Linked DNA regions of Hordeum vulgare: region 1 is linked to region 2. Evidence: chromatin contacts called from public Hi-C data. All regions are on one chromosome and are shown on one strand. The core of a region is the stretch at or near the end of the contact, and the rest is flanking DNA. Distances in the headings are between cores, read along the strand shown. Region 1 holds the start of LOC123425349 (stress-response A/B barrel domain-containing protein DABB1-like). Region 2 holds the start of LOC123425347 (EEF1A lysine methyltransferase 4-like).

The links. Hi-C and Micro-C count contacts between places; a contact is called where the count stands out from the background.
Region 1: a Hi-C map of seedling shows a contact between it and region 2, with 2.2 times the contacts expected there. The contact joins the promoter of LOC123425349 here to the promoter of LOC123425347 in region 2. A contact is called at or near these places in 1 of 6 Hi-C or Micro-C datasets (seedling) and 1 of 1 datasets of contacts at active chromatin or transcription factors (embryo).

Annotation. Positions count from the first base shown.
Region 1 is chr2H:103,149,259-103,156,211 of MorexV3_pseudomolecules_assembly, reverse strand. LOC123425349 (stress-response A/B barrel domain-containing protein DABB1-like) reads left to right here and starts at 2,710. Exons shown (of 1, transcript XM_045109033.1): 1 at 2,710-3,724. The coding sequence starts at 2,796. The coding sequence ends at 3,599. LOC123425348 (peroxisome biogenesis factor 10) reads left to right here. Exons shown (of 11, transcript XM_045109032.1): 6 at 1-22; 7 at 683-761; 8 at 1,000-1,133; 9 at 1,286-1,374; 10 at 1,715-1,800; 11 at 1,900-2,409. The coding sequence ends at 2,002.
Region 2 is chr2H:102,963,167-102,969,592 of MorexV3_pseudomolecules_assembly, reverse strand. It overlaps LOC123425347 (EEF1A lysine methyltransferase 4-like), which reads left to right and starts at 4,555. Exons shown (of 7, transcript XM_045109029.1): 1 at 4,555-4,726; 2 at 4,823-4,919; 3 at 5,024-5,165; 4 at 5,263-5,345. The coding sequence starts at 4,671. It also overlaps the pseudogene LOC123433788.

The sequences.
Region 1 (6,953 bases), core at 1,461-3,960, 190 kb before region 2:
CTGATGTTCTTCTACTTTGAAGGTATCTTATGTTCAGTATGTATGTAAAATCATTATGTATTGAGATATATTGGTAGACCAATTTATCTTTATTTTGCGTTGGTGTGACAATATCAACTGAGGAGTTCTCTTTCTTGCGTCCTGCTTAGTGATCATCAAAGTAATGGAACCTGAATTTAGTGCGAGGGCAGTAGGCAAATTAAAATCCCCAGATTGACCCCTTAATGACGAATTCAGCCCACTCGGTTTATCATGAGGTTATGCTGCATGTCAGACACTGTCACTCATTGATACATTCCTAGACACTAAGTTGCTGTGCAATTCTGTTATCCAAAACAAAAAACACCAATTTATGTGCAATATGATGGAATACCTTGCTAATGTTATTTACCTTCAAGCCTTAACCAATGGGGTAGCACTGGCTCAGTAATGATCAGCCCTATCCTTCTCTCATCACCTCAGTTGGATCTGTATTAACTACTACTCCCTCTGTTCCAAAATATACGCCTTTTTAGAGATTTCACAACATACAGAGCAAAATGAGTGAATCTACACTCTAAAGTTTGTCTATATACATCCGTATGTAGTGCTCTAGTGAAACCTCTAAAAAAACTTATATTTAGGAACGGAGGGAGTAATTGTTAGGTGCCTGATTACACTTCTTATGTTTCCTTTTCAATAGGATTATATTACCATTTATCAAAGAGAGGAGCCGGTATTCATTATGTATTCATTGGTAAGCCAATGAATCAGAGGCCCAGGTACCTTTTTCTGTACTTATTCACTTTGGCTAAAAGACTAGACTACATGGACTCACATAGAAACAAATCATACAGCCATTTGTGCCAGGAGCCCACAATATTATGCCACAAATGAATCTGAGAATGTAAATGATAAGGAATTTATCATGGGTTATAGTGTTTTGGACTATCTTCACACTACTTTCCTTTGAGGTCTAAAATTCTCCAGATGATCAAGTTTAATTCACTACATTTGCAGGTACCAAATTTTGGGTATCTTTTTGCTGATTCAGTTATGTATTCTTGGGGCTGAAAGACTCCGAAGAAGTAACTTATCATCAATAGCTAGTTCCATTAATCAAATTTCGTCCGGAAGCTATCCTTCATCTACAGGTACACTCTTTTACTGAATTTATTTAAATGGCTATTTTTGCTGAACCAATAACTGTTTTTCTTATTATGTTGAAGCTCCAAGTTACATTCTTACAATGATACAGATATCTATATGATGATTTTAATTCTTACCGTTGTGAATGGTGTACCAGGTCGGAGTGTCCCTGTTCTAAATGAAGATGGAAATATCATCAGTGACATCCGTCGTGGCAAAGCTGTAGATTTGGCTTCTGGTTCAGAGGTATTTGTCTTCAGATGAACAGTCTCCAGTTTGAATTAGTGTTTTTTGTGTACCCTAGAGGTTAGAACTACCAGAAAACCAAGTGATGCTCCATTAACCAAAAGTAAAATGGCTACCTTTGTATGGAAGTGGAAACTTATGTATTATTGCGCTTCCCTTCAGATGCACCTCCCAATGCATTCTTGTTGACAAAGCAAGCTCTTGGATCTACAAATGTTACAATTTAAGATTTTATGGCTGGAATTGCATATTATTTCAAATCACCGTTTATTTTTATTTTTTGTACATGTGATCTATTGTGTGGTGCTTATGCTTTGTGTATCTTTTGTGTGATGGCCAGGCATCCAGTAGCAAGAGCAAGTGCACTCTCTGTCTCAGCACCCGGCAGAATCCTACTGCCACAACCTGCGGGCATGTCTTCTGCTGGTAAAACCTCTCTTTCAAATGCTATGTCTTCAACCAAACCGGGTCTCCTCCCTTGCACCCTCTCCTGAATGGTATGGTAACTCACGGCATAACCTGCAGGAACTGCATAATGGAGTGGTGCAATGAGAAGCCTGAATGCCCCCTATGCAGAACTCCTATTACCCATTCAAGTTTAATTTGTATATATCATTCGGATTTCTAGAAGACCATTGCTTGCGGTAGCAAGGGATCGTATCATTCCCCACAGGCTCCATCAAGACGAGGACATAATTTGTTATACCAAAAGGAGGATGAGTAGAAAACCAGTCGATGAAGTTGAAGAACAGTCGGGCTGTAGCACCAAGGACAAGTTTGAAAAGGAAGATAAGAAAAAGTTGTAGTGCGGACAGATAGATATACCCTTGTATAAGTTCATGTTGGACACAAGCGAATTTTGTAGGGTAGAAGAATGAATGGCTAGGATGATAGACCAGTTTTTTGTTTTCTGTACGTATGCCTGTTTCCGGTCGAATGTTTTGCTGATCCGCTTGTCTGTACCACCTATGTATTCTTGCCACATCTACTACATTTAACATTTAGACCAGTATAAATTTAGCTCATCCTATGTTAGCTGCTTCTTTTTCCTTACTGGAATGCTCCATCCTATGCATGGTTGTTGGAGCCATTTAGCTCATGCTGCCTGATATTGACCCCGTCCGTGCTGGACGCCAGTTTCTTCCGCTGATAGCTTCCCGGCGGTCTGCAGTTCCCGAAGAAAACCACCGGCGGTGTGCCTTTTTCCAGCAAAGTCATCGTCCACCAAAACAGAGCCCATGTTGCGTCAAAGACACCGGTCACCGGCGATGCAGCGCAGCCGCCACCGTGCTAGTCCGTTCGCCTCGGCGCCACCCGCTTATAAAATCCATCTTGGCTCACACAAATGTGATGCCGCGCAGGTCACTGTCCCCCCAGCCCCATCCCGATTTTAACCTCCTCCCCTCGCACTGACCAAAGCCATGATTTGCATCAGAGCCATCCCCTCCCCTCGACTCCTCCACCTACCCCTCACCCGCCTCGCCTCCTCCTCCCCGCTCCGCCGCCTCAGGCCCTCCGCCGCCGCCATGTCCTCGTCCCCCTCCGTCGCCGCGCCCACCGTAGCGGCGCCGGTCGAGCACATCGTGCTCATCAAGGTCCGTCCGGAGGCCGTGGCCTCGGGGGCGGCCGCGGCGATGGTCTCCGCGCTGCAGGCGCTCTCCACGCTCGTCCCGGGGGTCTCCTACATCCACGCGGGCCCCGTGCTCCGCCTCCGCTCCCCGGCCGCCGAGGCGCTGGGCCCCACCCACCTCCTCCACTCCCGCTACGCCACCAAGGCCGACCTCGCCGCCTACGCGCCGCACCCGGCCCACGTGGCCGCCGTGCAGGCGCACGTCGCCCCCAACGCGCTCGACGCCACGGCCGTCGACTGGGTCAACGCCGCGGAGTCCCCGTCCCCGGTCGCCCCCGGCGCCGCCGTGCGGCTCACCCTCGCCAAGGTGAAGGAGGGCGTGGAGGTCGGGCAGCTCGTGGAGAAGGTGGCCGCGGCCACCAGGGACGCCGGCGAGGCCAGCGGCGCCAAGGTCAGCTTCGGGGAGAACTTCTCCCCCGCGCGGGCCAAGGGGTACCAGTTCGGGATGGTGGCCGTGTTCGGCAGCGTCGAGGAGCTGGACGCAGTGGAGGGCGACGGCAAGGTGGAGCAGGCCAAGGCCGCCCTCAGGCCCATGCTCGACGAGGTCATGGTGCTGGACTTCGTCGTCGACGCTCCGGCCGCTGCGAGCCTCTGATTCTGATCCGGGGTTTCAGGTTGATTTTGGATCCCAGCGTGCTGTCAGTCGATTTGGGAATAATGGACTCATCCTCTGTGATATCTGTATCGATATTGAGATGAATAACAATCAATTGCTGTGCCTGTTGTGTGCTCCCAACTTTTTACATGTCGAATGCGTCTGATAGTTGGATCAGGAACCAAGCGACAGAGTTGTAGGATTGCATCTCTATTGATTATGCAGTACTGCAATTGTTCACAGCCCTTTGTGATCGCTAAGAGCATCTCCAAGAGACTGACGCGCGCAGGCGCGGCGGGCGAAAAAGAAATTTACAGCCTCGAAATAGCGCCTTTGCGTGTAGAACTGTTAGTTGCTTCATCAGGCACACAAACAAACATTTTATATTTAATGTGAAACAAAAAAAATCAAACAAACATAAAATAAATCATTAAAAACAGTTCAATTATTTTTTACAACTCAAACAAATGCAACAAATAAACAGCACAACAAATAGTTTATTATCCCCTAAAGCCTTGTGGCGTCTTCGAAACCCAAATATTCCAGACCAAACAATTATACGATTCCAAGCCTTGTGGCGTCTTCAGCATTGGAAACCCAAATATTCCAGACCAAACAATTGTACGATTCCAACCGCGAAGTGCTTGACACATATGATGGATTGGCTCTCACCCTTGACCAAGTGATCATCAACTTGATCCGCCGAAATATCATATGCCAGCATACGCAAAGCGGCAGTCACCTTTTAAAAGGTGCTATGCCCGAGTTCTCCGACAACATTCCTCCGTTGTTGAAAAAACCGATCATGGCTCGCCAGTCTCTCCGCAATATGTTTGAACAACTCGATGCTCATCCTAAAACGGCGCCGAAAGTAGGACTCGGGGTATGTGGGAATCTCCGCAAAATAGTTCCTTATCAATCTGTTATGGGTATCGATCCTATTCCTCCATAATTTCTAATGACCAAAAACCGTACCACCGTGCTTTCTCTTTTTGTTGATGTGCATAGCTAGGACCATTGCTAGGTCCTCCTCCTCTTGAAGATCAAATTATTCATCAGAAGAATCATGAAACGAACTCATCTACAAATTTGAATTCAAACTAAAATTTAACACTACAAACAACATACTCCAAAATTATCTATAAAAATGAAGTTTAGTACCAATATATACCTTGCAAACGTTTTGTCAAACACCTTGTGGGCGCCGAGCTGCAAACCCTTGTCGGGCGCTGTTCGTCGGCGAAACGGGGCGCTCGAGGAGCGGCGGCGGAGGAGGAAGCGACAGCGGCCACCGGGGAAGAGGGGGAAGCGGCGCGCGCGTGGGGAACGACGGGGGTGTCGGCGTCAAAACCGGTAGATCTCGGGTAGGGGGTCCCGAACTGTGGACATTGGATCGATGGGTTGTAGGAAGAAGGGGGAGATAGTGGTTTACCCAGGTTCGAGCCCTCATATGGAAGTAATACCCTACGTCCTACTTGATTGTATTGATGAAGATGATTAAAGAGTAGATCTACCTCGAGATCGTATATGCTAAACCCTAGATGATTCAGCCTCCTCTACACGGATGGGGGTCCCTGATTTATATAGACACCAGGGACCCTAGGATTTACAAGTTACTGACTATAATAGGGAATATATGAGCTGACCTAGTCTTTCTAAGCTTGAAGTACATGCCAATCTTCGGGATATTCCTTCCAGAGTAGAGGTCGTCATAAGGTCCGGTCTTCTACAGCGCGGCCCAATGGGCCCACCCGATATTGACTAACCGACCGCCCGAGGACCCCAGAATCCTGGACTCCCTCAAGGGGGAAGTGCCGACGGGTCGCTGGAGGGGATGGGGAAGTTGCGCGCGTGAGCGGAACTTTCAGATCCGGCGGTTGGTGAACATTCGCGTGGGCGAGTCGTTGTTCAGCGCGCGGTAGACGCTGGAAAAATGAAGCGTGTGATGTTGTTTTGTTCGGCGCACGGAGTAGTGTTTAGCGCGCGGGCGATTTTAGCGCGTGTGCTGGAGCTGCCGATTCAGTCGTGCACGCTAAAAAGGCGTTTTTCATGCGCGCGGCTTATTTAGCGCGTCTGTTGAAGATGCTGCAGTTTGGGATAAAGTGACAAACTCTACCCTGTAGAATTTCACCGGCGAACCAATGGATTCGCCTCCCCTATGCTTGCTGCTCCGACAGACGATGGTGGGGAGGGGTGACCCGGTGCCTCTACTCTCGTTAGTAGTTTAGATTAGGGTTTTTAGTCTTCGAATGCGGGGCTTGTCGTGGGTATAAGTCTGACAGTAGATGTATGGGGTACGAAAGGATGGGCAGAGCCTTAGCTACGGCGAGGATGTATGAGTTCAGGCCCCTCTACGGTGAAGGTAAAAGCCCTACGTCTCAGTGCTCTTGGGAGCTTAGTGTGGAGTGGATTATAGGATTGCAGTAAATGCCAACCCCTGCACCAGTGAGGAAGGGCGGCTTATATAGAGTGCGCTGCCCTTCATAATGGCCCGGTGGACAGGGGTGGAATAGTGGCGAATAAATGCCTACGTTACAGGTAACGTAAGCCTTAAATGTTAATAATGGTGTATGAAAACGTATGACCGTTGCCCTCCTGGGAGGTTACGATGTACAGAGTGGAATCCAGTCGGTACGTTAAATATGCTCCGAGTGTTCGTCGCCGACTGGATGATGGGGGGGGGGGTCCTTAGTTCAGTCGGAACTATCTAAGGGCCTTGTCCTCTATGAAGGGTAGTCCTTGGGTAGGACCTATAGGGCAGGCCTATGACCCTACCCTCGGACTATAACCCCATCATTAGTCCCCGAATGGATCGGGGTTGGAACGACGAAGTGATGTCTGGAGTATGGATCCGACTGGTATGGAGGTGACTTTGGCGTTGTTTGACTCGATCCATTTTATCCCTTCAACCAGTGATTCGAGTGAATATATCAGTGAAACGAACCGTCGGGGACCGAGTGCTTCCGCGGAATCTTTCGACGTGACTGGTCAAACTGACAGCGCCGGATTTTCCGGGATCCTCAAATTTCGGTTGCCGCGCGCTCAGCGGGGATGTCGCCATCGCCATCGAGTAGGTTTTGCCTCCTCGATTACCACGCCTTTATCTTCTCCACTAACATCGCAGCGGCCGGTTGGGGGATAAGATCTCGGGTCCACCTGTTAGTGACCTAGTCGGAAGCTTATTTAAGCCTCCCCGGCGGGATTTCCTGTTGCGCTGCTCATCTTCCTCGCATTAATCCCGCTCCTCCCGCAGCTCTCTGCACGCCTCAAGCCTCCTCCTTCCCCTCCTCCTCTGCGGATCTGTCGCCTTCGCCATGACGAAGGGGCAGACCAGCAAACTCGAGTCGCAGAAGA
Region 2 (6,426 bases), core at 3,306-5,805:
TAGTTGCAATCACACCTCTTCCTCCTCGCCACAATAACACATCAAGTTCAGATAAGTCAATTCTGCTCTCAGATTGGTCGCACCCGCAAGGGGGATCTTTCAGCTGCGACATACTTTACCAAGATGTAAACTATTGCTGATGAGATGGCGGCTGCTGGCAAGCCGCTTGATGAAGATGAAGTTGTGTCCCATATTCTTGAAGGTTTAGATGCAGATTACAACCCGTTTGTGTCTGCCATCTCCATGCGAGTGGACCAAGGCGTTGGTCTGAACGAGCTCTTCTCCCTTCTCCTCTCTACGGAGGCACGCATCGAGGCTCAGAACTCCTACGACAACTACAGTGCCAATCTAGCCTCCAAGGGAGGCAACCGTGGTGGATATGGCCGCCCGGAAACACCGGTGGGGTGACAACACGCTCAGCAACGACAATAACTCAAGAGGTAGTGGCCCTCACTCCAACAACAATTTTGGTGCTCATCAAGATGGAGGCGGAGGTGATATGATCAAGTGTCAACTCTGCAAGCTCGAGGAACATGGAGCATGGCATGCAAGAAGAGGTATGATCACAACTACAACAACAACTTTCAGCGCCAAGGAGGAGGTGGAGGAAGGTTAGGACCTGCTGGTCCTGGGTCACCCAGATGGCATACTCCAGATTGGGGACCTCCTCCACCACCTTATTGTCAAAAACCTCCTTCTCCGACTGCAGGAACGCTGCTGGTTCCTTGACCAGGGCCGGGCCGGCAAAATCCAAGACCACGTGCCAAACTAAGAGATGGGGCACTATCTTACTAAAAAAACTACTTTCTTCGTTCCTAACTATAAGTTTTTTAGAGATTTCATTATGCACTATATACGGATGTATATAGACATATTTTAGAGTATGGACTTGCTCATCATGCTCCGTAGTGAAATGTCTAAAAATATTTATATTTTAAAATGGAGGAAATAATGAGCAATTATACTGCATATATATTTCACAGATTTTTTAATAACCTATATAATTTAATATCCTAGATAACAATTGAATATATAAAAAACCATACCTATATACTCAACTCCCAGTTGCGTAATATTTATTTGAACAACATTATTCTTTTAGTATTTTATAAAATAAAATCTTTAATTGTAGATTATGTGTCAATGTTTTGCAACTAAACAAACAGTCTAATTCACCTAGGTTCGTGTCTTGATCGATTAAACTGCTATACTGTGATATTTAAATGAGTAGGCAAGAATCGAGTAGGTTCGCGTCGCAATAACCGATCGATTGATCGAACTTTCCGTTTCCAATCGAGGAGCAGGGCTGCATGGAAACTGTTTTCGATTAAGCCATGGTTTAGGCATGTAGCTATTGGCGCCACAAGGAGTTTCCTTCTGCGATCTATCACGGCATCGAGCAGCTGCCTGTAAGTAGGCTAGCAGCCCAAGACCCACCGCCATGCCAAGCCCAACGTGTAGGGAAGCTCTTTTTATTTAAAAATGCAGACCTATATAAATATTGGGGCCTCAAAAAGTTATGGACGCCGTGCGGGCCGCATAGTTTGACACAACTATCGGCCCGACCCTGTCCTTGACGCTGCCGTCTAGGTAGCCGGTTATGCCAGCGGCCCTGATGTGTGGCAAAACTTGGTTCTTCCATACGAGAAAGTTATCTCTGGTCAGCTTCTTAGTCACCGTGTGGCCGAGCGATGCAAGCGAGGGCAAGGCCATGGCGAGAGAGGAGCTGGAAGACATGGTGCGTAGATGTGATGGGAAGAGCAAAAACTCTGTATATCATGTAAAGAACAAGAGGCAAAGCGTGATGCCAGTAGGGACGCGCTCATGTTTATAGTAGGCAAACCAGAGACGTACAAGGGTTGGTTAGGCTGCACGATTGATCTCCAAGTAAATAACAAAAAAAAGATCTATCTAAACATCCTAACACGTTTACATGAAGATAAAAAAAGCACGCACCCTATACTTTATATGGTTTATACAATACCGCATGTACACAATGCTTAACAGAACATACTTTTTCTTAAAGGAAAGGAAAGCTTTATAGATCAACGACGCCCGGACATATCGCCCAACACGCAAGCAACCACACTCGACGGAACAATAGTATCCCACTCGACACACACATTTGAGGAACATTTACAACCGATATGAGCTAGCTCGTGCTCAGCCGTATTGTTCTTCTACACGCATTGACACTCTACTTGAAGAACCACACCCTCGATTGAAACTTAATGTCTTCAATGATTGCTGCATATGGTGAGGCATCTACGCGCCGAATATTCAATGCATCAGCCAGCAACTCAGAATCCGTCTTAAAACTCACTCTGGTAGCTCCTAGTTCAGCTGCTGTCATCATCACCGTCGCCAAGGCGTTAACGTCTGCACCGAAGGCATCATGAACCTGCTCTTGCCGTCCTGCCCGCGTGATGATGACCTGCCCCGAGCTGTCGCGAGCCACGACACCCCACCCGCTGAAGGAGTTGCCCGGGGTCAAGGCGCCATCGAGGTTGAATTTAGTGATCTCGGTTGTAGGTGGCTGCCACTGCTCCGGGGGTCTCTTAGGCTTAGCCGGCGAGAAATTAACAGAATGTACTTGCATATCAGGGGTGACCTTAAAAGTTGTGACTTGTGAGACGCATATCAGGGATAGATAGCTCACCTCTTTGGATTAGAAACCACGCAACTGTTGCGGCGCATGGCAGGCAATTCTCCTTTTGGCACGCACTGCACAACACACTCAACAGGCTACCACCATCATCTGTACATGTATACTACTGCGCCAAGGGAGAACCACCCTGTGATTCGCACAATCAGTCAAATTTGCCATGCCTTGCTGTAAGCCAAAGCTCTTTGCCTCCTTTGAAATGTTTTGCTATGCATAGTTAGATGTTCCGAAGTACTCGGTGCCGTCTGTAAACTTGATCAAACATAAACAATTTTGACTTGAGATGAACCCAAAACTTTAATCATTTTGGAACAACAGGTAGTAGGTGAGAACGTAGGCGATAAGTGAATGTTTGTTCTATTTTTCGGTGAAGTGCGCTATAAGCCCATTAATTCAAACTGATTGCACACTTTAGGCCAACAACTTGGAAATTAAACCATTTAGGCCATATAAACTGCTTAATTTGATCAAATAAGACCAAGGTGAGGAAAAACCCAGCTACATGGTTCCCACATCAACCTACCTTTGACCGCTCACACCTTGACTAATTTTTACAGGGTCTTGCAATAGCGTCAACCTCATCCGACATAAACGAACTTAAAATTAAAGCATTGCATGGTACTTTAACTGACAACCTAAGGCTAGGCGAATGAGCATGCTAACCACTAGAACATTAAGGGCTTTGGACGCTATACATCAAAACAGAAATATGAAGTTAGTTGTGTCGATAATGTGTTTAGAAAATCATATTGAGAAATCGATGCATTCAACCGAATGTCAAGTACCTTTTTTTTAGAATACACAAAATACGTATTATAGAAGACTGAGATTTGTAATTACGACCTGTGGCCATAACCGCATGGTTGACACATTTACACCTCCACTCCACAATCAGCCAAGTACTTTGTGTGTATGTATATACATGACAAACAAGGAAGCATGGACCGATAGGATCTCCGACAAAACAAACTATCTATAAAAGAGAAGGCAACAATCACAATGAAAGGAAATTGATCACCTGACCACCTTCCAAAAAATAAAAAACTCTAAAAACCAGTTTGCCACATTTGTCGAAGCTAAATACAGTGAATCCCTCGATAGGGTATACCTATGTAGCGATTAGGTCCGAGGGGAAACAAGACGTAAAGTGTACCCAAGTTCGAACCCTCACAATCGAGCTAATACACTATTGTGATTAGGGTATGCAAAGAACAGATAAAGAAGCAAAACATTGTATGATGGTATAATTTTTGAAATACATGTTGAAACATTTTTCGAATGATAATACATATTTCTAAACCATGTAAACATTTTTGTACATTGTAAAAGCATTTTTCAAAAATGTCACGAGCACATTTCTGAAGCTTGTCAAGATTTTTTTTTAAATATGCGTACAATATGTCCTTTCTTGAACGTACGAAACATTTTTATTGAATTACACAAACACTTTTTACATCTGTATAAACAAACTTTTAAATGTCACGTACATTTCGTTTGAAATGTGCGGCATTTCAATTACCACAAACATTTTCTTATTATGATTAACATTCTTCCGTATACATGATTAATATTTCCTATTTACTCATTTTCGTATACAACAGAAACATTTTCCTATAGACGTCTAAACATTTGCTAAACATTTTGCAAATGCAAAATTATCCCGAGTGAATCTCGCAGGCAAACGATAGCAGCTTCTCGATCGTTGTGTGGTATTGGGCCTACCTTCTGAGACCTGAGGCCCAGCTAGAGTGTTAGGAGTGGGCTACGCCGCAGGCCATTCTTGTGCTTTTCTTTCAAAACATATGGGCTTGTAATTGTTCTGACGCCCAGGCTGCCTGGGGCCCAGTTGCGCCGTGCAGCCCGTGCTAGATTTTCATCAGACGTCCCCGGACCTCGTAGTGGTAGCTCGTAGGGTTCAACGAATCACACTGCCTACCCGCACACGCTGCACCAGCGCCAGAGGCCGCCAAGCACGCAAAGCGCACGCAACCCGCACGCGGCGGCGATGGCGGACGACGTCGCCCCGTGCACCGCATCCGGTTACCTCGACCCCTCCTACTGGTAGCTCACGAGTCCCTATCACCCTTCTCTGCCCCCCCGAGCTCCAAACCGCGCATGGAGCAGCGGACTCACGCGGCTCGCCTCGTGGCTTCGCAGGGACGGGCGGTTCGGGAAGGAGGAGCACTACGAGTGGTTCAAGGACTTCTCCCACTTCCGCCACCTCCTCGCCCCGCTCCTCTCCCCCTCCCTCTCGGTCCGTGCTCCCTCCCGCCTCTTTCCCCCAATTCTTCGCGTCGCTTCCGTGGATCTTAATTCGCGAGTTCCTGAATTTTGAACTGTGCCGCGATTTCTGCGCAGGTTCTGGAGGTCGGCTGCGGCAATTCGCGGCTCGGGGAGGAGCTCTTAAGGGAGGGCGTCGCCGGCGGCGTCACCTGCATCGACCTCTCGCCCGTCGCCGTCCAGAGGATGCGCGACAGACTGGCGGAGCAGGGCACCACTGGTCAGTTCACCAGTTTGGCCGGGAATGTACTTTCCGCATGTTCGTTACCGCCAAAGTTTGACCGTTTGAGTGAGAAATTGCCTCCTGCTTCGTGAAGGTGTGGATGTGGTGGTGGCTGACATGCTTGACCTTCCGTTCGAGAGCGAGAGCTTCGACCTTGTGATCGAGAAAGGGACCATGGTATGGTGTTGCGGACTTCGATGCCTCCCACTATTCCAACCTATCAATATTTTGTGTTACCATTTGTTCTAAGCTATGCTATGCTTAATGTTAACTGCAACTCAAAAGAACAAACATATTAGCCAACAAAGGTTGCGGTTGCATAGTAGTAGTACTGTGTGTTGAAACACTGATTATTATTATTTTTTGGTTACACCTGCAATTTGACATGCCGCCAGTGCTATCACCTTCGGCGTGAAAACTTGGTTTGCATTCCTGAACTGCACTGTGGTGAACTCAGTGCCTCTTTGATTCGCAGGATTGTAAGAAGTGTAGGAACAGGTAAAATACAGGATTTGAATGTCATGTCCATTCAAAACCTACAGATTTGAGTTTGTTTGATTGCGTAAAAACAAAGGGATTTTTTCAAGAGGCTGGAGTGGATGTCATTGTACAGTCTACTGAGGAAAAATATCCGAAGAAATAGGAAAAAATGGTTAATCAAATGATAAAATAGCAAAGCTTGTTAGGCCAACAAGATTATTGTAATCCGCCTCAATGCTGAATTCAGCCAAAGTGTGCGCAGATAGACTGTCTATTAGCAACATGATTCTATATGGTTTAACATATTATCAAGATCGTTGAGATATACAGTACCGGTGGTTGTGATAGTATTACTGGGTGTTTTTGTGGAAATGCACAATTGCATCTATTACAGAATTTTAGAAGATGACCCTGGGAGCTATTTACAGTACTGTGTTACTGTTATGCTTATCTGAATGACCATTCAGTCATTTGCCTATATAAAGCTGTGGAAGACAGGCTCATGTGTGCGGAAGTCCAGTATAAACGTGGTTGTTAACTATGTTAAAAATTCGTTTGTATGGTTGTCAAATGCGATAAGTATACAAGTTGTTGAACTCAATATAATGACCAATGAAGTGGTAGCATTTGCATGTTATCTTGATAATTAACTAACAATTTTTCTGTTACGATAGCTGCACAACCAGGGAAAAGGAGTCAATTCGAACAATCAAGATACTTAACTCAGCACCTTAAAAAATAGTCAGAAAGATGCACTGTCTTTTGACTTATCCTAACA